2 separate regions of the Mus musculus genome follow, and region 1 is linked to region 2. The links are chromatin contacts, called in public promoter capture Hi-C maps. All regions are on one chromosome and are shown on one strand. The core of a region is the stretch at or near the end of the contact, and the rest is flanking DNA. Distances in the headings are between cores, read along the strand shown. Region 1 holds the start of 4930550C14Rik (RIKEN cDNA 4930550C14 gene). Region 2 has its middle 15 kb from the start of Gm33125.

The links. Promoter capture Hi-C pulls out the DNA fragments that hold promoters and counts their contacts.
Region 1: a contact with region 2 is called in a promoter capture Hi-C map of hippocampal neurons, with 3 times the contacts expected there. The contact joins the promoter of 4930550C14Rik here to the enhancer-like site in region 2. A contact is called at or near these places in 6 of 39 promoter capture datasets (the 3T3-L1 cell line, the C10 cell line, HPC-7-derived erythroid cells and 2 more).

What each region holds. Positions count from the first base shown.
Region 1 is chr9:53,403,589-53,408,364 of GRCm38.p6, reverse strand. 4930550C14Rik (RIKEN cDNA 4930550C14 gene) reads right to left here and starts at 3,079. Exons shown (of 9, transcript NM_001376944.1): 1 at 2,753-3,079; 2 at 223-312. The coding sequence starts at 303.
Region 2 is chr9:52,406,299-52,411,361 of GRCm38.p6, reverse strand. No RefSeq gene overlaps it. Among named protein-coding and RNA genes, the nearest start is that of Gm33125, 15 kb to the left of the region's middle. Within about 2 kb of position 3,356, at least 11 of the 459 cell types and tissues checked have an H3K27ac peak or open chromatin away from gene starts, as enhancers often do. A contact at or near this core is called in hippocampal neurons, where this site is marked.

The DNA.
Region 1 (4,776 bases), core at 1,830-4,329, 1.0 Mb before region 2:
TGCCCTACATACGTGCACACCAAAACATTGTTTTAACTAAAAAGAATGTAAATGTTTTGGAGCCTACGGAAATAATTTTACCTTTTGAAGCTGAATATTGAAAGTCTAACTTGAAGGGTGGTACACGCAAGTGTAAACACAACAAGGAACTACTGAACTGCACACACTTTACGTTAACTTTGTGAAATATAAGTTCTCTCTCAAGAGATCCGATGAACTCACAAGGAAAGTTTTCCAGGCCCTCTGAATGATTCTTGCAGCTATTTCCTGGTTTGAATTGTCCTGGATATGTTTCACAGACATTTGGAAGTTCTAAAAAAAAAGCAAAATGGGAACCTTGAAATAATTGTATATGCTCCACTATGAAACTGTCTCTGGAACTCAATGGAAACTAAATAAAGTTGTCTAAAGGAAACAATGAAATGAGATTTGGTATGTTAATGATATTACACTGTTTTCTATCAAGTCCCTGGCATGGGAGATTTTTCAAATAATCTCTTTGTGTGTGTACGTGCTGTGCAAGTGCCCATAGATGCTGCAAGTGGGCATCATATCTCTTGGAACTGGAGTCACAGGCTTTTGAGAGCGACCCCATGTTGATGCTAGGATCTGAACTCTGATCCTGCCTGCCAGAAGAGGGCACCAGATCTCATTACAGATGGTTGTGAGCTACCAAGTGGTTGCTGAGAATTAAACTCAGGACCTCTGGAAGAAGAGCCAGTGCTCTTAACCTCTGAGCCATTGCTCCAGTTCAGCAGTAACAATCCTAACTGCTGGGCTATCTCTCTGTTCACTGATTAGAAGACTTTAATTACCTTGTGCCGGACTAAACTTTAAGATTTAAGTTCAAAGTCGGGTAGTGGTGGCGCATGCCTTTAATCCCAGCATTCCGGAGGCAGAGGCAGGTGGATTTCTGAGTTCGAGGCGAGCCTGGTCTACAGAGTGAGTTCCAGGACAGCCAGGGCTACACAGAGAAACCCTGTCTGGAAAAACCAAAAAAAAAAAAAAAAAAAAAAAAAAAAGATTTAAGTTCAAATTGTAAATAACTAGCCAGAGTTGAGCTCCATCTATGTCTTTAAAGTCTGTGACCTTTACATACTCTATTGTACGACTTAAACAGCTGTAGCCACAAGGTTTCCCAAGCCTCTAGCCTAGAACTGGGATTGGTTATAGACTTTAACTACATTGTCCATTTTATATATCATGCATTACTTTAAAAAAAAAAACATGAAGCTTGTACTATTAAGGGGTGAAACAAAAATCACTACTTGCACTTCAGTTTCTATTTGAACTGTAAAGAGTAGTAGAGAACTCAGGAGAGAGTCTAGTTCTTAGCCCCTTCCAAGGTTTCCAAAGCTGTGATGGGAGAGGTGGTGGATGTCAAGTTGTTCTACTGTGAGGGTGTTCTGGGGACGTATGCTGAGTTGATTCTTGTGTTAGCATATGAGATAAAAGTGAATTGAGGGGTTGGAGAGAAAGCTCACTGAGTAACTTCTTGCTCTGCCAGCGTGACAATCTCAGTTTGAATGCCTACACACATACACACAGGTAAATGTAAAGACTTTTTTTTTTTTTTGAAATCTCCAGCAATTAACTGTTGCGTTGCACTTGAGCTGATAATTGAACCTACATGGTGGGAAGAGGAAGGGCCGGAGCTGTAGCTCAGGGAAAGAGTGTTTGCCTGACACTTCCAGAAGAATCGCAAAACAACAGCAATAACAATAACGATAAGGAAGAGACTAGGGGTTAACCTTGCCCAGCTTCTCTCAAGTTCTGAGGCTATAAGACTGGCCCTAAGAGTATTTGCATTGTGAAAACTATCAAATGTTTTAAATCGGTATTTATGACTTTTTCTAGTTGACTTAAGATTTAAGGATCTATGGCGATGTGTTAATGATGCAAATTAAAGGTGTAGCGTGTGCATTGCCATTCTGTCGTGACTAGCACAGCAACGCAGAAACGATCCCGAGGAACAAAGGCACTTCGTGAAAGGAGAAAGAAGACCAAAAAGCCTTGGCACGTTCAACTATACTAAATGTTGCTAGTGTACTAAATGGCAGGTCAGGTAAATGTGCATGAGTACAGTCAAAAATGAGAGAGAGAGACCTAACTGCTGATTACCAGCAGTGGAGCCGCAGAGCAAAAGACCGAGGTTGTTGAGGAATTGACAAAGTAGGCTCTGGGCTGTTATGTGGAAGCAGGGACACAGTAGCCAGAAGATGAGGCTGGACTCAAGAGGGCTTGTCTTTTTTAAATATGAGGCACTAAAACGTGAAAATATTGTTAGAGAAGGAGAGATGAAAGGCGCAGGAGAGGGTAAAGGAAACTTATGATTCAGAGCAGAACCGTTTGCTATGAGGCTTCAAACCACGTGGGAAATACTTCAATTCTAAGACCCAAGGAGCACAAGGAAACCATTGCTTAAGTCAGGACTTTACTACACCCAGGTGCGAACTGCCAATTAGGAGAGGACTACCAGCCAGTCTCAAACCAATAGCCCTGTGCTGGGATTCAGAGGGAGCCCTGCAAGTGGACACCCTTGTCCTGTGGTTTCCTCCAACTCCAAACCCGTATTCCCGTTCTCTTTACTAAATTTTATTTTTTTCAGCAAATGTGTCTTCACGATTTTGCTATTCCTCTTTACCTATACATCTTGATACTGAGGGACAAGACAGAAATCCTAAGCATGTACCCTTTAGAATGCTCCCTCCATCTCTAAATATTTTAGGGAGAAAAATCTAAAACCACATACTGCATTTAACAGGGTGGAGGAAACCCAATGCGAGAGGTGGGTTAGCAATATCCCCGAAGCTGCAGCTCCTGAGTTAGGGCGAGGCTGGAGTGGGGGTTGGTGAGGTAGAGGAAAGCTTTTCCATCACAGCAGAGCAACTGTGCCAGGAGAGGGGTTTGGGGAACAGAGCATGGAGAAGGATGGTAGCATACTAAGATCGTGAGTATTTAGCGTCTTTCAGCAGGCCAAGATCAAACCAGACACCAGAGCAGAAAGGAGCTGGGGAGGGAACATGTCCCTTGACTTGCCAATCTCTGTCGCTCTCCGCTGTTTCCTTGGTAACGACTTAGTCAGTCGGAAATGACTTAATAGCTCCTTCCCTAGCAACCTTCTTAGGCCCCGCCCCCAACCCTGACCATTCTCACTTTGATGTTTGTTCTGGTAGAAATCTCGCTCTCTTCCAGTCTCAGTGCCATAGAGGCAGAGGACTTGAGAAAGGAACTCAGAGAGATCTCGGGCATGTGACGGGCCTTGCTGAAGGCCTAAGTAACATGAGGTCTCAGACTAACGCTATTTCTAAATTTAAGCTCCTTAGCCTGACACGGGTTTTAAATAGAGGACTTCACAGAACCCGAAAGCACACTGCATATTTAATGCATGCTTTATTGACTTGAATGTTGAATATCCTGCACGCCGACATTACCTCAATGTCAGAGTGTAACAATGTAAAATGAAGAGTATTCAGACCTGCCCAGTTCTATGTTCTTGCATGGAACATAATTTGTGAGGAAGATGAACTTCTAGGAAAATATTTTCCTTACATACTAAATGCATTTTTACGGGGGGTGGGGGCGGAATCTCTGTAGGAAATTCGGTGACAAAGTGAATGTCAAGACCTTCAAAATTATCACAGTTTCCATAAACAGGGCCTTGGGCTTTGGTTCTCCTTCAAGACACTGTGGCCATGCGTAGAGAGAATACTTGTGTGTTGTATGGATGCATCACCTGTCAATTAAAAAGTCTGTGGCCTATGGCTTAGGCAGGAAATGGGAGGTGGAACATCCAGGAGGCAGAAAGGATTCTGGGATAGAGTCCCAAGGGAGAATAGCCCGGGAAGATGTGAGGAGACCGACTCATGGTGCCTGAGCATTGATAGCCAGCCATGTGGCAAAATGTAGGTTAAAATAATGGGTTTATGTCGATTATGTAAGTTATGATCTAGTCAGAGAAAACCCTGGCTTTATGGCCAAGGTATTTGTAAATATATTTTGAGTCTAAGTCTTATTCCTGGGAGCATGAAGCTGGGAGTCAGAACCAGCCACGTGTTAGCACACAGATAGGAGTAAATTTTTTTTTTTTCGAGACAGGGTTTCTCTGTGTAGTTTTGGCTGCCCTGGAACTCACTTTGTAAAAAAAAAAAAAAAAAAAAAAAAAAAAAAAAAAAAGGATTAATTTTCTTGTTTTTGTTTAAATTTTTTTTCCATAAGGGTTTTTTTTTTTTTTTTCCAAGGCAGGGTTTCTCCATGTAGTCCTGGCTGTCTTGGAACTGCAAGGGGAATTGGGGGCAGGGCACAGACCCTCTCCAGCGTTGCAGACTGGGTGTTTTAGGCAAGGGATTGTGGGCTGTGGTTAGGACTTTCCCTCAATCAGCCACAGTCGAGATTTTAACATGTCTTAAAATTTGGGATTATAGTCAGGCATGGTGGCACATGCCTTTAATCCCAGGCAGAGGCAGGCCAATTTCTGAGTTCGAGGGCAGCCTGATCTACAAAGTGAGTTCCAGGACAGCCAGGGCTATACAAAGAAACCCTGAAAAAACAAAACAAACAAACAACAACAACAACAAAAACCTCAATGCTGGGGCTGGCGAGATGGCTCAGTGATTAAAAGCGCAGACTGCTCTTCCGAAGGTCCTGAGTTCAAATTCCAGCAACCATATGGTGGCTCACAACCATCTGTAACGAAATCTGATGCCCTCTTCTGGAGTGTCTGAAGACAGAAACAGTGTACTTACATAATAATAATAATAGTACAAAATTGGGATT
Region 2 (5,063 bases), core at 2,107-4,606:
TTAGTTAGTAGCCTTTTTAGTAGACACTGGGTTAACAGTACACAATGAGTGGGCAGGTATTGGTATAGTTGCCCAGGTAAATCATGGCAGAATGATGAGATGTCAGAAACTCTGATTCCATTGTGTGGCCTCATCCTCTGTAACATGAACTAAAACACCCAGTGCTAAAACAACTCAAGTTCTGCTCAGGTAAATATGGGGCATAAAGACATTCACTAAGTTTGGATGAGGCACCAAAAGCGTCTAAATTTCTGAGGGGAATGGAACACTTCAGAGTGAGAAATACCACAAGCAGTGAAGTGGGATGGTGTCACTCATCTAGTCTCTCAGGGTACAAAATAAACAGAATTTCTAGTTACAGCCAGAGGCTGTTCTTGGTCCTCCTTTATTCCCTCTTCTAGGGAGAACCCATTAGCCCTGGGGTAGAAAGTGCTAGAACAATACTCAAAATTCGTGTAGGCTACATCTACCAATATTGATATTGCTCAAAACTGGGAACAAATTGATCATTTAAATGCATTTATTTATTCCATTAAAATAGTAATTACATACATTACATGCTAACATTTTAAACATTTTTAAGACAATTTAAAAGCCTAATCTCCAACATCAAAAAATTGCTAAGGAAAGTGATATGTTGTATATTTTGTAAATCTGTTTTGTGCTTGACTTACGAGAAAACATTTAGATTATCAAAACTGCTTCTACGGTCAATCTATTAACATGCATCATTTAGTTGATGGATATAAAGGAAATATATTTCTTACAAATATATTACTATTTTCTTTTGGAAATAATATTAAACAGATTTATTTGATTTTACCCTAAAATTCACTAAATGATAGGTTCTTACAAGCTAATTGTGTGTGTAATTGGAAAATGTGTCATTGAGCTCATCGGACTTAATTACATTAAAATCTACAAGTGTCTTCTGAACACAGAGTGGGACACACACCCAGGCTGATCCTCTGATGTCATGGACTGAACGTTTGAAAGATATTAATCCCTTGAGATGTGAAGATCTTCCAGGTGGTGACAACATACCATTATCTACTCTCAACAATGCCCGTTTAACATCACCACCTAAATATGACAAAGGAGCCAAGCCAGTGGCAGATAGGAGTCTCAATTTTCACATAAGAAGCTGAACCGTTCATCACTGGCAACAAAGAAAACAAAAACTGTCAGTTCCTTTTCCTTAAGACAAAGGTTTACTTTGTTCATTTTGGGGGAAAAAAATCTGCCAAATACTCAAATCTAAATAACTGTAATTAACATAGCAGTCACACATTGAAGTAAAAACCTGTGTGTGGGCTCTGTTTCCCCAGAACCCAGTGACTGAAATGAAGGCACCAAACATTGGCTAAGGATTCACAATGACTCCTCCACCTCTAATTCTGTTCCCTACTAGTTTTGTGATTTGCCGAACACCATGGCTTCCTCCATGTAAAACACAGTTGGTGCAATGAGAGCAGCCACTTCTGTGGATGTTGGAAAGAGTTCATGAACAAATACATGATAACTGTCAGAATGGCCCCTGACACATTGATAGTGCTGTTAACTCTTGATACCATCTACTAAAAAGTAACATTAATATTAATCTTTTGCTTCAATGATATATTAAGTGTTCATCATATAATAAACATTTATTAAATAAATTTAAAGAAAATAAGATGGTTGAGGCTAGAGAGATGACTCAGCAGTTAAAAACATTGCCTGCTTATAGCAGAGCCAAGTTTGGTTCCCAGCACCTCATGACAGCTTATAACCATCTGTAACTCCAGTTTGAGGGGGTCTAATGCCCTTTCCTAGTCTCAACACTTCATACACACATGGTACACAGACATGCATGCCAGTAAAACACTTACAAATAAAATAACTAAATGTTTTTATTATAAAAGATAAGAGCTAAATGCCTAGTTTATCACCTAAAACAGATAGCTCCTGTGGATTCTGACATGTTGAGTTTGCAACAGATGTTGAATCCTAACTTCAATAGTTAATGTCTATAGAAGTTGATTTTACAGTTAAATTAGCAAGGGGGTTAGACTGATAAGGTGTCAGGAAGAGTCCAGAAGGAGAACAATGAAGGAGCCAGGCTCTGGGGACCAGCAAACATGGATCCAAGTGTAAGACATATTATTTCCTGAGGGGCTGGTGATAGGGCAATTCTGAGGAATGTGGATAATTGATCAGAAACAGTAAAGTCTCAGTAAGGAGCTGATTCCAGTTAGTGAGAGCCATGGACTGGAGAAGTGGGAGAACAGTGAGATCACTAGGATGTAAGATCGAAAATAACGAGGTCTCACTTAGGGTTTTAATAGCAAGAAGACGGGAAACCTGAGGAAGGATGGAAGGGTAAATTCTCCAAGAGCTGGTGAGTATTGCTTCCGCATTGGGGTGGCCTTCTATGCTCTTCACAGAGGCATGAAAAGGGGCTAAAGAGCGAAAATAAAAAATAAATAAAATGAGGTTTGCCTGGTAGGTTTGAGGTAAAAGACAGGAGAGAGACAGAGACAGACAGAGAGAGACAGAGATAGAGAAAGAGAGAGACTCTTCTATTGTAACCCAGGAGTCTCTGGAACATCAAGGAGAGGCAGATGCTGATCAGAACTGGAGACTCGGATCTGAGACCCGATGGTTCATGAGTAGTCATGGCAACCACAATCGGAAGGCGACCACCTTGTGAAAGCATTTGGCCATGACCAAGGACACAGCACCTGCCTCCCAATGGACAAGTTGAGGAAGAAAAGCTTCCCTGAGAAAAAGGATGTGGCCCTCCTGAGGAAAAAGGATGTGGTCCTCTCTGGAAGGGAAATGATGTGGTCCTCCCTGAGAGAAAGAGGTGCATTCTTCCCTGAGGGAAAAGGATGTGATCCTCCCTAGGAGAAAAGGTCATGGTCCTCCCTGAGGGAAAAGGATGTGATCCTCCCTAGGAGAAAAGGTCCATCTCTGATAACTTCACTTAGTCTTACGACCTAACAATAGGCATATCCCTCTCTCCCTTTCTAGTCCTCTGCCTTATCTTCAAATCTCAAGGTCTGGAGTTGTGCTTTGGGTTGCCCTTGTAAGAGCAATGCCTTACCTGAAATCCTACCTCACTCCCTTCTCCCCTCAATGCTCCCATTTCCTTCATGAAGATTTTAAGTTGCTCCACTAAGTTAAAACACAAGCAAACCCAAAGGCACAGTATCCAGTGGCGTAATGCAGGCACCCGCAGCAAGCAGCCTGGTGGCATCTGCGCTTGGCAGACTGTCCCTCCCAGGGCACCCAAAATCACATTAAGCCTTCTCCCGTGTGCATTTGCAACCCTCCGTGGAGGCAAATGCAAAAGCGGAGATGACAAGAACAGAAGGCAGCAAATGGAATATAAAATGTGGCTCCATCCCAATTCCACCCCCTCTTCCAGGAGGAGGGAAGACTGGGGAGGTGGTGAGGTATTTTAGGGCAGATGATTCCCCAGATATATAGAGCCTGGGAGTCCATTGTTTCCCACCTGGTGTACAGTATTGTCCTGTTCTCCAGGCAAAGCAGGAAATTAAAAAAAAAATCACCACAAGACAGACTAAACCATCTGTATGTGTGGGACACTGAAGATTCTCAGGTGGAACTATATATCTATGAGATAAAATTAAACCACTTACATATTCATAAATTCCAGAATTTGAAAAGTAGACTCCAGCACACACCAGGTATTCTGGCTGTTGAATTGGAATACTTCTTCAGGACCTACTCTTGAAAGTTTAAGTACAGAGCTTTGCAACTGGAAGATCCAGGTGACAACCTGTGCTTGAACTCAGAGAGGAGTACATAGTCTAGTGACTCAAGAAGTCCAGAGGGGCTGTGGACAAAGGTTGGCGTGGGAGTGGGTTTACTTGCAGGCCTGGTCCAGATTGTAGACTCCAACAGGAAACCATGGCTCTGGAAAGGGGATGGAACTGAGAGCAGCCAATGAGATAGAGCTGCTACTCAGCAAACCCAGCCTCTTTCATAGACTCCAACATCGACCAATCAGGACTGCCCTTAGATGTTGCATGCATAGTGTCTCACGCTAACCACACAGGACTGCTTCCAAAATGGACACCAACACAGCCCACACCTTACAGAAGAGGTCTGTTGCTACCATGACCACATTGCCTTTTGGCACAATCCTAAACAAGCTTGCCTTTTTTTTTTTTTTTGTCTACTCTGGTCTCAATTTCTTAGTTAACCACAAAGTATAGGAAGGGAGCAAGACAGACACAAAGTTACTAAATTTACAGCCTGTGCTGTGCTTCTGTGGCCTTTGGACTCTTTCGTTGACACACTTCTTTTATCGATGCTTCCAATCTGTCTGTATGGTTCAGAACACTGCCTGGGGGAGATCACAGACTCTTCTCTTGATTTGTTCAGCTTAAGTCGAATGCATCCCTTTTCCAGCTCCTTCCCTAGGGAGTTAGATCTCGGATGCTGTGTTAGAAAGCCAGCTGAGTACTGCCATGCATTTATGTACCGGATAAACAAAAAACACTATCAGGCACTTGTGCAACATGCAGGTGTCTGCTCACCCTAAGTTCTCAGTTCAGAAAGCTTGCATACATTTTGGAGAAGCCAATAGCCTACCTGATGTGCTACTCCGATACGTCCATGCTTCGTGGCTGGATTTGCTTTCTGCTGCCAGGTCTATATTTAAATTTGACTAAAGCTTGCTGGTGATTACTGCTTCCCCTGGTTCTCATTGAGATCCTGGCTCCTACTCATAAAGGCTGCAGTTCAAATTGCCACTAAAATTGCTGGGTATTAACATTAAGAAAGGAGCAATTAAGACTGTGGATATACTGGCTTGTTTTGCATTCTCACCTAGAGCCTACTGACTCTGAAAACAAGGGGACCACATATGCTGGATACTGAGGGCAGACTTGGAATTCTGGGAATGCAGAGATTATAAAGAGTTCATTCCTTTCTCTTCCTTCTGCTTTTTCTCCTCAGTAATGTCCAGCAGAGATTACTGTGTGTCTAGAAGGTATCAGAAACTTACAATCACAGCGACCGGGGTCACAGTAGTGAGCATGGCCAACCAGAGC